Linked DNA regions of Mus musculus: all the other regions are linked to region 1. The links are chromatin contacts, called in public Hi-C and HiChIP or PLAC-seq maps. All regions are on one chromosome and are shown on one strand. The core of a region is the stretch at or near the end of the contact, and the rest is flanking DNA. Distances in the headings are between cores, read along the strand shown.

Region 1 (4,631 bases), core at 681-3,180:
AGCACACATGTCTTTATGAGGGTAAGAGAAGTTAGTGAGAAACTTAATTTGAGAATGACCTAAGTGGTCGTCACTACTTCTGTATATGGGAACAAGTAAAAAAAAAAAAGCAAGCAAACAAACAAACAATAACAAACAAAACAAACAAACAAACAAACAAACAAAAAACAAGGAATGAAGTCGATCTGAAACACCTGGATAAACACAGGCGATTGATTTTCTTCAAGAATTTGTAGGAAGGAAGATAGCTTTAAAAGCACCTTGATTTTAGCCTAATGACTCCTATGTTGGATTTCTGACCTGAAGGATTGTAGGAAAATGAATTTTTGTGTTGTAGGCCACCAAGATTCTGATTATTTGGCAAAGAAACAATAGAAAACAGTATTTCTCTTCCATGGCTAAGCCATTTATTTACTTTGTAAAGTAACTCAACCTCTTCCAATTTAGAGAACATAAAGTTGGCTTCTCTAATAATGAAGACTAAAAGTGTGGATCTGTTCAGCCAACGTTCAAAGTGTAGACTACAACGGTGAGGGGCATAGCAATTCCAAAGAACACAACTGGTACTAGACAGGACAGAAAGGACAGAAGCTAAAATTCAAGGTAACAATGACATGAGAGGATTACTTAGTTTAAAAATGTTCTAATTCTTGTTATTTCATTAATTTGTGTAATAAATGATGCTAATATGAACAGGCAATCTCTTTTCAAAAAAATCCCCATGGTCAAACAGCTAAGGAGAGAGATGTCCACTTGAGAGCTAAACTGCCATTCAGTTGCTATAGAGAAGATTATGATGTCTTCACTCCTGGAGATGTTCTTGATATGGAGTGAAACTCAGGATTTGGTTCATTTATGCTGAGATTATTTTTTAGGGTTTTAGAGAATAAAAAAAGAATAGTTCCATGCAAGAAAACCAAGGCTTTGAGAGCCTGGTGGTCAAGAAATTGGTGATCAAAGTTTGTCATGCCATTTCGGAATGATGAGTTGATGAGTAGCATTTTTACATATGAAAACAACATGCATATATATATATATGTAGGCTTGGAGTACATTTTTCCCAGCAATGCTAGACTGAATAGTTTATTAAAGGTTCCCCATTGCTTTGTTCATATAGAGCATCATCTTCCTTCCTAAGATTATGAAGATTCTGGATAGGGTAGGGATTCTCATTTACCCAGTCCTTTAATCTGGAGATCATTAGCATTGTTATTTAACAATGAAGATTTTAATTGCTTAAGTAATAAATCTTCTTTGGACTCTCTTCCTAACTAATGATGAATTTTATCAACACAAAATTCATGGGAAATCTTTGTTCCTTGACATAATAGTGTGCTTAAAATAGGAATCAGTATATGCTCCTATCCAGGAAATAGTAAATTATTAATATAATCATTATGTATTGTCAAAAGCCCATTCATATCTCAGGCTACTAGGAAGTAAGGGAAGTCAAGCTAAATATAAATATTATGTGGTCAAAAATATTTTTTATATGAAATAGCCAGCACTTTGAAAAGAAGTGAAGTCCAGAATATATGTCTCACTTGAGTGTCTGTGTTCTTTTGTTTCCAACCCAGTCTTGAATCAAGCAAACCAAAGAAAAGAAAATAACTTAGCTACTCAAAACAAAGAGTTCTACCATGCACTGATATTTTCAGTGATCTGCCCCATAGCAGACCCAAAATTGCATTCATCATTTCTGAGAACTATATAATAAATGGTAGGTAATTGTTGTGAAATGCAAGATTATTCTCAGCCTCCTATCTGGAGAAGGTATGAACTTATGACATCATCAACTGTTACTAGAAAAAATGGTTGGGTATGGTAGAAAATTTCCCCAGGAAACTTTGAATTCTTTCTCACTTTCTATTTCAATAATAAAATACTGATTCATGGAAACAAAACAAAGTAAGCATATTCCTGAAAGCCGTCTTAGTTTTATAAGGGTAGACTCCAGGGAAATAACTGTGGTGATCCTGCTAGGAGTTGGATATAAGTGGCCTAATAGTTATCATAAGTTCCTCCAGAGCACATGATACAACAGAAAAGAGAGTAGAGGACAACGTCCTACGCTGTACTGAATCACAAGAGGAGTTAGGGGAGGCTGACCTCAATGCTAAGACAACAGCCGTTATTACAGATCTGGGGCAAAATAAATCTGTTCTCACTTTTGTGGACCATGGATTGAGATTAGAATCTAAAAAGAGTTTTGTTTTGATGGATTAGCAAACAAAGGTTGACATAACTGACCACATCCCTATTGGCTACTGAGTCCTCCATGGAGATGAGTCTGTTTAGATTTAGTTAGTATAAACATCATTTATCTTTCTTTTTATCTACCTGCAAAACACACACACACACACACACACACACACACACTCACACATTCCCACATACATTCATACATACACAGCATGTGTGCATACACACACACACACACACTGGCACATACATACACATTCACACACATTCATACACACATATACACACATACACACTCATACACATTTACACCCACATTCATACTCATATACCCAGCATATGTGCACCCCCACCCCCCCACACACACCCTGACACACACACATACATACACACCACTTTCTGTTCCACTTTCTCATTTCCTCTTTCATGTTCATAGCATGAGCCTTTAGATCACCGGTTTTGGAACCTCTATGTTGGCTTTGCCTGACTGCATTTCCTTTCATATCTAAAAGTTCTACTACCTCAAAAAATGAGGGGAAGAAAAAGTGAAAGAGGACGGAAGTAAAGGAGGGAACTATGGAAGGCAGGTGCTGACCTGTGTGTTCACCTGTTGTGTGAAAAAAAAGAGAGAGAAGTGTTATCATATGCTTTGACTGTTTTTGGCTTCTCACAATGTTCTGCATAGCTTAAAATATGTTTCTTTGGGAACCAGTATTTCCTTAGCTCTGAGCAATTAGGCTTTCAATATAACTGACACTTGGTTTCAGTAGCTTTAACTACAGGAGTCAAACCGATGGCTGCTAAAGTTCTAAAATCTTAAAAAAAAAAAAAAAGGAATCAAGTTACTCAAAATATGAGCATTCAGAGAAATTGACTGATGTGGCCATATGTCATGTCAACACTTGCCAACAAAATGGCAACTAAGTGTTCACAAGGTTCATCTGAAGCAGGAATACTTATTTCTTAAGTGAAGCGAGAGTTTAGTACAGACATTGACTGCCTCTTTCTGGCATGTAGCGATTCTATCCCTCAGAAAATCTAAGACTGCTAAATGAACAAAGAACTATTACTTTGCAAATACTCCTGTTTAGTGGAATTTATCTCGGGCTGAAATATAACTCTAGTTAAGAAATGAATTCAAATACTTTGGACATTTTTGTTTGCAACAGAGAATAATTTACAGTGAATGCAACTGATAACCACAGCTTTTTTTTTTTTTTTCCTTTTCTTTTCTTTTTTCATTTGTGAGTCGGGAGAGATCCAGGAAAGCCATTTTGAAGTTCTAACATGCTTATAAGAACTGACTGTGACTTTCAAGAAGGAAACTGGCTTCCCTTGCTGGGATCACAGTACTTAATTAAAAAACAGAATTGTTTGGATAAGATAGGATCAAAGTGATTTCTGCCTTTGATACTGTGGGGAGGGTTTGGCGTTCTATGGCTTATGTTTATATACCATGAAATGTTCTGATCTCTAACCTTGAAGACAGAACAAATCCCTTCATCTACTTTCTAAAAGTGGGCACCGACACTGCAGGCTCATTGCTCATTTTGTAAATTCATATGAATTAATCTGGTGTTTATTTAAAGTTTAGGCAAGATAAGGTGATCAAAAACATTGTAAGGACACGAAAAACTGCCCCCAAACTATAAAGAAACCATAAAGTGAAAAGGAAAATAAGATTTTGAGGGTGATTTTTAAATCCAAATCTAAAATATTATTTAAAACCAACTTTTTGTTTCTTTTCCTGATCCCGAAGTTCATCATCTGGGATGGAAGAAACTCCCACATTACCCCTTCACCCTAGGAAATTCCCATTTCAAAGAAAAAAGAAAGCCCAGCTTTGTGCTTAATAGGTTGAGCACAGGCTTCAGAAAGCAAAGAAATGCATTTTTTTCCCTGAAATACAGCTCACTTCTGTTTCAGTGGCAATCTTATTCTTTGATGCTTTACATTGTCTAAGACTTGGCTGATGTTCATAAGGTACTGAGTTACAACAAGAGGAAGAGAATTTGGAAAATATCTTATACATGGTAGTTCCATCCATTCCCTCACGTAGTAAATGAACACTTATAGAGCAATATATCACTATTGTAATATATATCGTATATAGAAATATGTATATGATCCTGTGGCAAATGTTGGTGGTGGGGGATGAGGCGAAATTCTCAGCCTGGAAAGGCATGAAGAATGCTATGAAATAACAACTACATGTGTGAATCACTTGGATGAGGAGAGTGTTTAAGGAATCATGAAAGTGTAGCCTAGGAAGTGCTATTTAATGAGGCAGAATTGGACAATGTCACAGTCTCTTAATTGGTCAAATGGCTGTGGCTTGATGTAAAAGGAGACAAGATTGGCCTCATTAGCAGGTGGAGAGGTCCTTGTGTGAGTTGTCAGATTTTTCTATTTGGTTTCACAACAATCCA
Region 2 (4,631 bases), core at 588-3,087, 160 kb before region 1:
GAGAAGTTTTATAAGATTGCTCCAAATGTTATCTACTTCGTATGAATTCCTTTGTATGAAAAGAAAATCATGAGGCTGGGTAGATGGCTCTGTCAGTAAAGCTCCTTCCGTGCAAGCCTGAGGACCTGTGTTCAGATCCGCTGCAGCCACATAAAAGGCCAGTTATGGTCGTACATTGGGGTGAATGACAGGCGACTCCTGGAGCTCATTGCCAGTTACTCTAGCGAAATGGATGAGCTCCTGGTTCAGTGAGAGACTCTGTCCTAAAAAAAAAAAAATAAAAGTAAGGGGCAGAATCATTGAGAAAGATGTCTGACCCCTGCATATATCCAGCAGAAAGCACACAGCATGTTCATACACCTACATAAACATTTACATACACCCACACACACCGAAAGAAGGAAGAAGAGGAGGAGGAAGAGGAGGGGGAGGGGGAGGAGGAGAGAGAACAAGAACCACTAGAGAACTATGATGGTCTGGAGTTGACAGAGTTTATTTGTGGTTTGGATGATATCTCGAGCTTTAGGATGGGTGGTGATTCAAGGCTTTTCTTCGAAACCTCTTAGGCTATTTTAGAGGTACATTGAGCCTTGTTTCTACTGCCAACAGGAGTTTTGCACCCCATTCTGAGCAAGGAAGGGGGATGAGTTGTATAAAATGAACCATAAGCAGGGTGCTTCCTTGGTCAACAGTGCAGATTCTAGGAGCTCTGCAGACTACCTGTATCATCTGGCGTACCAGGGGTGCGTGAGCATCAGCATGGATTGGCTGAGTTCCTTAAATTCTGGAGCGGCGTTCACTCATGTTGGTATTCCAGCCACTGTGGCTTATCTGGACAAATATGCAATAGGTACCCTAAATGGAGTTTGGCCTTGGAAGGGTACCATTAGCCTCTGAGGGAAAGATTTCTCAATTTCATTCAATGAGTTAAACTGCACAGGTGCCACCTCTCCATTTGGAATTACCAAATTCCTGTTGTTATAAGCTAGTGATTGAACGTGGGCTGCGTGCCCACAGCCCCTCAGCAACCCTGAGCTATCCAATTTTGAACTTTTTCCATTTCTTACTTTACTGCTTCATCTCGACAACAACCACATAAAGCATGCGGAAAATGAAAGTTTCCTCTAATTGGCACTCAAGTGCTCATTTTGCTTAGAACTTTAATATTTAGGAAGATCGTGTAGCTAGTACTAACGGCAAGCATGTATTCCGTTGATAGGCATCTACAGACTGAAGAAGGAGGCCCTTCCCTCTTCTGTTGATGAAATGCACCCTGTCAGTCATTTTCTCCATAACGTCAGATAAGTCTTCATTGGTTTCATGACAAGGAACATTCTCATCTTACTGTGCCTTTATGGGAGCATGGGGGGAGGGTTGTAAGATACATTACACTGATGAAGTATCATAATCACAAACTATAAAAAGGGGAAATATATGCTTACCATAGGTACTTTTTGTATGAATTTCCTGACCCTGATTTGATCAGAATCTAAACCTAAAGACTGTAACAATTTAGATCTTTTTTTTTTTAAGTTTAATTGTTCACTTTGAGAAAAACCTCAAGGTTATGCAAGAATGGTGGCAGAGCGGAAGCAAGGAGCCAGCTGCTTTGCACATCAGAGGGCTTGAAAGAGAACAGCAGGTCGGATCAGAAACAAAACCACAGCAGGGCCTCTTGCTCTCACAAATCCTTCGGACTACTCACACTGTCCTCTCCCACCAGGTCTCCTGATTTGATTTAAATTAATTAATTTATTTTGGCCTAAGATGCTGCTAGTGTGAATAACGTGACCCAGCTCTGAAGATCTCTAGGGAGGAAGAGGAAGTTTGCCCTTACCTGACACGTGCTGGGAATGAAGACAGTGCCTGCCATGCTTGGGACTCCTCGGTTATTTAGGGAATTCTTCATCCTCCATCTGGGCCTCTGGAGCATCCTTTGTGAGAAAGCTACTAAGAGGAATGGTAAGGGACCTACTAAGAAAGCTGGTTTTCTTCCTCGGGGTTCCTGTCAGTGATAGTTGAGCTTGCTCTGTGGAGAGGGATGTTCATGTCCAGGGCATATATAGCTCAGAGTGATGAGTCCCTTTTGCTTCTTGAAAACGCTCCAGGATGTGAGTGAAGTTAGGACATGCTACTCACCTGGCTACAGAGCAAAAACTGATCCATAGCTGGAGCTAAGTTTCCTAAAACCAGGTCCTGATGGTAAGTGAAGAGATTTGAGCAGATGTTATAAATGTGTCAGTACAGATTTGTCACTATTACAAAACTCTCTGTGGCTGCCATGCTAACAGAAAAGACTTGTTACGTTCATGTCTTGGTATCAGATGTCAGCAGGATGTTGTAGTGCTTACTGGGGTGGGAAAGCTTTTGGATACTTGTGGTTATAGCTGTGGCCATGGTTACACTCAAATAATGTTCAATCTAAATAGACTGCCTCCTTCTTTCTGTGGGGTATACTATGAGAATACTGTGGGGTGTACTATGAGAGTACTAAGCAGGCTTCTCGATGTGAGGCTGAAGAGTAAATCATGAGTGTCGCTTTAGTTTGTCTGGACAGGATGATTTGTGAATGGTCGCCAACTGAAAATAGGAAACAATTCTCCATAGTTTATGAAGACAAGGTCTGTAATGCTTGGGATCCTTGGGTTATTTATCTTCCACCATCACACGTGTAGCAACTGGGCACATTCGTGTTGGATTGAAAAATAGAACCACTGAGGTCCTGTGGAATGTCATCTTGAAATCTGGAACTGTGAGGTTTAGGATTCAATGATCTGATGTCACAAGACCACCTAGCCAAGAGCAGAGTAGAACTTCTTCTTAGTCATTCAAGCCCTTGTTTATTATTACCCACCTCTGAAAGACAAGAGGAGTCAAATATTAATTCTATTTAATTCTAAGGGACCTCTTGCAGACTGGACTCTGTGAAACAAAGGAAATATTTTTAATTTTATAGCACAATTGGGGTTGTAATTCGCATTATATTCTTCTACCCAGTATGTTATAATCTGGTATTTATTACGCACAGAAACTTGGTTATCAGGTGGGAGTATTTATTCCCTCTGCTACTTACATTATGAACTCAGTTAAGTTTCTTCTCCTTTCTTAGTTTTCCTTTCTTCATTAAAAAATATATAATTATACCTAGCAGTTGGCCTTTTCTTATACCTATAGTGCCTAGCTATGGTAAGTAGATGCAATTAAAGCTTGATAAATGTTAATGGTGACCTTTGCCAATAGTTTTTTCCTTCAGTACCTTTGATAAAATCCAATTAAATGAGAACTTAGGTTTAACATTAAAACCTTAAGTAGATCTAGTTTTAAAAATCGCCAAATGCTATAGATATTTAGTTATGAAGTAAGATTATAATGCAGGCATACATTGTAGAATGTTTAAATCAATTGAGCTAACTTGCCTATGACCTTACATACTTATCATTTTAAATTTACCAGATCTTAATTTTAAAATAATTAGCTGTAGTCACTGTGTTTTGACTAGAACATTTTACTTATGTCTAGCTCTGACTTCATGCTTTGTTATTAATGTCTCACTAATACTTGCTTCAAATAATTAATATTTTGTTTGAAATTTTTATCCCCAAACATAATAAATCAATATATAGAGAAAATGAAATGGAAAGATTTAGATAAGCACAGGCCAGGTGCCTTATTCAGCAGTTTTTATGGTGGATTACAATGTTGCTCATATTAAATTACTAACATAGACTGGGTGTTGATAGGATGGCTCAGTGGGTAGAGGTGCTTGCTGCCAAATCTGATAAATTGTGTTCAATCCCTAGGACCCACATGGTAGAGGGAGAAAACTTAACCTGGAATCTTGAAAGTTATTAATATTCTCTCTAATCCCTATTCATGTGTTATCCCCCCAAACACACACACACACACTCCAGTGCACATGCACACACACATGTGCATATACACATTAAATAAATGTAATAAAATATATTTTAAAAGAATATAGGTCGAGAAAGGAGCATTTGGTGAGTTTTGGAAGGGTGGTTCAGTGATAGAGCACTTACGTAACATAATGAGGGCTTAGACTATTCTCAGCACCCTGCTGTCCCCTCCCTTCAAAAGAAGAATGTAAAAAGTAATCTTTTGTAAAAATTTATTCTTCTGGACAAAACCGATAGTGGATACATTCCTTAAAATTATACTAATGACATAAATAGCCTTTATAGTCTGAAGAAGTCCTATGACTTTCAGTAACTATGGAATTCTTTACAACACTATATTTTCAACTTATTTAAGGATGGTTTAACAATATTTCCCACCGTTATAGTAATATGAAATTCTAAGGAGGTGGGTTTTTGTGTTTCTCAAGAGTGGGGAAATACAGAGAAAAACTCCCCTAGTTTCAAGACCATCATTTCTCTCCTGATTGAAGTAGAGTAGAAATCACTGCTCCTCAGGACGCCTGAAAGATGAAAATCAAGTTGAGCTGGTAGGTCTCGTTAACATTTTTTGCCTTTTCCCTAATTGCCATGTTCATCTAATGAACAACCTGGAGTTCACATCCATCACAAATAGTCCACAGTTCCCAAGTCATCAGTAGGAGAAACCGAGGTGTTCAGCTCTGAGCTGGATGGGAGTGGCTCACTTCATTTTCA
Region 3 (4,631 bases), core at 1,263-3,762, 140 kb before region 1:
TCCCCCACACACAGGTGAACATACACACATACACACACATGGTGAGCTTACCTACCCACTTACACACATGGTGAGCTTACCTACCCACTTACAAGTTCCACACCCCCAACTTCTGCACATGAAACTTAATGCACATGAAACTTAAAACTCTTAACTGTTAATACGACATCAACATTTTTACCACCTGCACTCGGTGTATAACCAGGAACAGCAAATAACTGAAAAGAGAGAAAAAGAAAACATCAGGATTCACTTTAGTTTCCACAAATTCCTCTTTGGCTCGTAGGATTCAGGTCTCTGACACCATTTGAAAGTATGATGATTAGAAATAACAACTAGAATAATATTTTAGAACCTCATGGAAATTTTGTTCTTTCAAAACTGGTCTCTATTTTGCAATTTAGTTCTCAAATCATAATAACTTGTCTTGAGTGACCCACACTCTTCCTGTTCCTGGTCTCCTGGAGAGGTCTCAGGTCTTTTGGCTGGGTGCTTCATCTTTTGTTATTCTACATTCCATATGCCAAATTTGTTATAAATTGCCTGGCATTTTCTTTGGATTATTTTTCTTTTCCTGTGAACTTGGAACTGTGATTTCCCATTGAATGAACGTTGCGTGTATGCACTGTGACCTCCAATGACCCATGATAAATCATAAAACAAGTGTTTGGGATGACCATAGATGACTTCAGATGTTTGGCCTTTGGAGCTCAATGGTTAAATACCTGCCTAACACTCATGTGGACCTGGACATAACATTAAAAAAATAAAAACAAACAAGCAAACCAAATCCAACACTTTCACCCTTTGATAGTACAAAGTTTAATGAGAATGTAGATATAAAGTGGTTTATAGGAGGGACAAAATGCTTGACATAATGTAGCCTTTCCCTCATAGTCCAATAATGATTATGTTTTGTCGCATCCTTATGTGGTATATCTCTTTTCTTTTATAGGTTGATATTCCAGCCAGTTCCAGGACAAATCACCAAGCACTGCCATCAGGAACTGGAATTTATGATAATGATCCCTGGTCTAGCATGCAGGATGAATCTGAATTGACAATTAGCTTGCAATCAGAGAGAAACAACCAGGGCATTGTTTATGCTTCTTTGAACCATTGTGTTATTGGAAGGAATCCAAGACAGGAAAACAACATGCAGGAGGCACCCACAGAATATGCATCCATTTGTGTGAGAAGTTAAACCTGCCACTGAGCCAGGCAGCCTACACTGCATGAGTGCCTGTCAATACCTCTGTCTGGACCTTCAGTTTCAAATAACCTTCAACCTGGAAAGTTTCAATTAAGATGCTCTGTGCTGGTGCTGCGTCTTAAAGGTCCATGAAGTATTTAGTTAAAATTTCTCCTGAAAACTTTGGGAGAGTTTTGTACAAGACAGACTCTTCCCTGGGAAAACTCATATTACGAATAGCAGAATAATAGGGCTTTTAAAATTGACCATGTCGCACCATGTCGTACCCAATGTGTGAATTCAATATTTTCTTTGGAACTACCAAACAGACTTACAGGGGAGAAAGAAGCGTGTTATTTGGATCTGCTCACTACACATTCTAGAAAAAGAATGGCCCAGTTTGACTAACTAGTCATAAATATAGTAATGATTGTATGCTCTCAGTCAGTCATGATAAGACAATTACCCATGTCAATCTATATAGATAATGCTTTATTATTTTTTTTAATGTGAAAGAAAAATTATCTTGGACTCAATTCAGAAAAAGATTAGAAAGGGTAATTGGTATAATACAGATATAGCATATGCCAGATAGATGTGGTGCCAACGATCCTTATCCCCACCAGTGAGATGCTCACCTTCAGCTGGCTTGATTGAGAAAGTAAGGTAGGTAGTAAAGGGCTCATCCACATATAGTGAGTGGATTTGCAATCAGCGTGGTAGTGTTTGGATCAAGATTAACGCACATGAATGTGATTCAATGCTGCTGGATTAATATACATATGGTACGTATGGGCCTATGAACAAGTGTCCATGGGAATGGATATATTATCAATCTAGAGCGAACTTTTAGCCCACCTTTTGCTTTACGTGAGAGCAAGCTCAAAGGGCAATTTATGAAAGGAGAATCTTGAATATTGAGTTGATCCGTAGGGACTGGCATGCATTCATTAATGCCTGTTTCTTGATTCTGAGGAAGTGAATCAGAAAAAATCATATGTAATGAAGTAGGGCCTATGGAGATCACTCAGGTTTAAATTCTGACATTGCAGCTGTTCAAGAAGATGATTATCAGGTGTTCTGAATTTCCGGATTGAGTCTAATTACTTAAAAATAGCTCATAATTTTATTCATCAGCTTGAGGCTTGAGTTCTCAGACCCTAAAACTGAATAATGGCATAGTCTTAGTATACAGCAGATTGGGCCTGAGTTAGAAGCCACTGGAGCAAACACATAAACTGTCTATGTAATTGCATGCATATATGTGGGTGTGCCTGTGCATGTGTGTGCTAGCATGCAAATGCAAGATGTGACGCCTGGAAATAAGACAAGAGAAACCAGTCCTTTTGCTGTGCTTTTTTTAGTTTGCTTAGAAGGTGCAAAGTACTAGAGAAAATGAGTCATTTATAGAAAATAACACGTAGACTGGTGAGAATGGAAGGGAGTTGAGAATGTATCCATAAACAGTGAATAAAGAGGCCTTACTACACAGCTTTTCTCACCTACTGCTCACCTCGGGTTCCAGTTCCCTGAATCTAGAACAACAAACAATGTTTTCAGACATGTTACAACCACTTCTAGTTAAGCTTGTTCAGGCAGGTGCATTTGTGGGAATTTATGCAAAAAAGACCTTAGAATAGCTGCTCATCTTCAAAATAGAAACAGGAAGGATGGGAGGGGGATGAGTACTGCACTCTGTCTCTCTTATCAGATCAACAGGCAACTTAAGCAAATCTTTCAGAATTGTCTCCGGCTTTAAAAGGAAAATACTTCGCTCTACTCTGTTTAAAACAATCTTTTAAAAACGTTGTGTGTACATGTATATTTGGGTATGCATGTATGTGTGTATATGGTGTATGTGCGTGGTGTACACACATGTGTATGCAGGAGCCAGAAGAGAAAGTCAGGCACCCTTTTCTATTGCACTCCACTTTATTCTGTTAAGGGAAGGTCTCTCATTGAACCTGGAGCTCTGCTAGCAAGCAGCAAGCCAGCGATGGATCCTCCCATCCCTGACCCCCACATTGCTAGACTATATTTGCTCATGCCCAGCTTTTTACAAGGATGTGGAGAACTGAAATTCAGGTCCTCATGATTGCATAACAAGCACTCTCACTTACTAAGCATGTTCTAATATGTTTTACAATGAAAGACGCTGCTCAAGATTTCACCTCAATGAATGATCAATTCTGTTTGTACCTTGTTTGCCAATCACATAGCATTTATGCTCTTATTCCTACTTAGTAAATATGTATGTTGTAGCTCCTCAAATAAATTTGTTCCAGCATTATTTTCATGGTTACCTAACTCACAAGTGGGAGATGATTTCATGATTTCCTTGAACTTTAAGATTGTCACTTGTACCCAGTAAGACAGTAAAATTATTAACATTTACCTGAAAATTGACAAATGACTCCTTCACCCTTTCCCCCAGCAATCAACTGCCAATAGCTCTCCAGGCCAGAGCAGCCATCTTATGTCCCTTCTCCATCCACAAGGGACATTGATGGCACCAATCTGGTATAGGTCTTGTACAAATAACCCCAGCTGCTGTGAGTTTAAGAGGACAACACTCCCGTCACGTCCAGCAGCTAGTATTTTACTATACTCTTTCCTGTGACTCAGGTCTCAGGTTCTTTCCCTGTCCTGCTTCACTCATCTTCCTCGAGCATTGGAAGGGAGTGGGTAGAGATGCCACAGGTATAGCTAAACCCTCAACGACCACTTGTTCTTCACCCTTGTTCTTCAAGCAACAGTTACTTGCTATAACTCTCTGCATTGGCCACACCTACCACAGTGAGAAGTTTCTCTGACCATGGCTGAGAACAGTCCAGGTCTATGGTTTAGATGTAAGTATTCCAGAGCCTGCATGACCAGGTGAAAATTTACTGAGCATTTTATTTCTAATTTTTCTTTTATTTAAAATATATTTAATACAACATATTCTGATTACAGTTTTTCCTTCTTCAACTTCTCCCACCTCCCCTCTCATCTAGATCCACACCCTTTCTGTCTCTGCTTAGAAAACAAATAGGTATCTAAAAAATCATAATAAAATAAGACAAAAACGAATCAGAATAGGACAAAACAAACAGAAGAAAAAAAACAAAGAAAAAGCACAAGACACATACATAGATGTATGCAATGACTCACATGTTCACACACACACACACACACACACACACACACAAAGGAATGTCATGAAAACCCAGAATCAGAAGCCATAATATAAATCCAAAGGGTCTGTAAGGTTTTTTTTTTTAATGCCCTGACAAAACAAAGTTGTCATTGAGTTCATTTTGTGGTGGTCATATACAGCTAGGAATAGGGTCTGCCCTTAAGAGTGGTTTGTAGATCCAGTGAGATTCCACTGGAGAAAATTAAGTTTTCATTTTTGAGTGGTAATTAATTGGAGATAGCTTCAAGATTAAGGGGCTTG

What was found. A called contact is a pair of places that touch in the nucleus more often than the background predicts. HiChIP or PLAC-seq counts read pairs in DNA pulled down with a chosen protein or histone mark.
Region 2: a Hi-C map of Th1 cells shows a contact between it and region 1, with 2.7 times the contacts expected there. The contact joins the promoter of Btla here to the enhancer-like site in region 1. A contact is called at or near these places in 2 of 39 promoter capture datasets (embryonic stem cells and neural stem cells), 1 of 15 datasets of contacts at CTCF or cohesin (CD8 T cells), 3 of 484 Hi-C or Micro-C datasets (CD4 T cells, Th1 cells and bone marrow-derived dendritic cells), 5 of 115 datasets of contacts at active chromatin or transcription factors (CD8 T cells, memory CD8 T cells, regulatory T cells and 2 more) and 3 of 9 other capture datasets (adipose tissue, liver and macrophages).
Region 3: a contact with region 1 is called in a BATF HiChIP or PLAC-seq map of CD8 T cells, with 12 read pairs. The contact joins two enhancer-like sites. A contact is called at or near these places in 2 of 15 datasets of contacts at CTCF or cohesin (CD8 T cells and the NIH/3T3 cell line), 3 of 484 Hi-C or Micro-C datasets (B cells, CD4 T cells and CD8 T cells), 3 of 115 datasets of contacts at active chromatin or transcription factors (CD8 T cells, regulatory T cells and regulatory T cell precursor) and 3 of 9 other capture datasets (adipose tissue, liver and pancreatic islet).

What each region holds. Positions count from the first base shown.
Region 1 is chr16:45,387,376-45,392,006 of GRCm38.p6, forward strand. All of the region lies in intron 5 of Cd200 (CD200 antigen), which reads right to left. Among named protein-coding and RNA genes, the nearest start is that of Cd200, 19 kb to the right of the region's middle. Within about 2 kb of position 1,931, at least 55 of the 459 cell types and tissues checked have an H3K27ac peak or open chromatin away from gene starts, as enhancers often do. A contact at or near this core is called in B cells, CD8 T cells, Th1 cells and 5 more, where this site is marked.
Region 2 is chr16:45,222,500-45,227,130 of GRCm38.p6, forward strand. Btla (B and T lymphocyte associated) reads left to right here and starts at 1,838. Exons shown (of 6, transcript NM_001037719.2): 1 at 1,838-1,962. The coding sequence starts at 1,854.
Region 3 is chr16:45,249,394-45,254,024 of GRCm38.p6, forward strand. It overlaps Btla (B and T lymphocyte associated), which reads left to right. Exons shown (of 6, transcript NM_001037719.2): 6 at 956-3,502. The coding sequence ends at 1,204. Among named protein-coding and RNA genes, the nearest start is that of Btla, 27 kb to the left of the region's middle. Within about 2 kb of position 2,513, at least 61 of the 459 cell types and tissues checked have an H3K27ac peak or open chromatin away from gene starts, as enhancers often do. A contact at or near this core is called in B cells, CD8 T cells, regulatory T cells and 1 more, where this site is marked.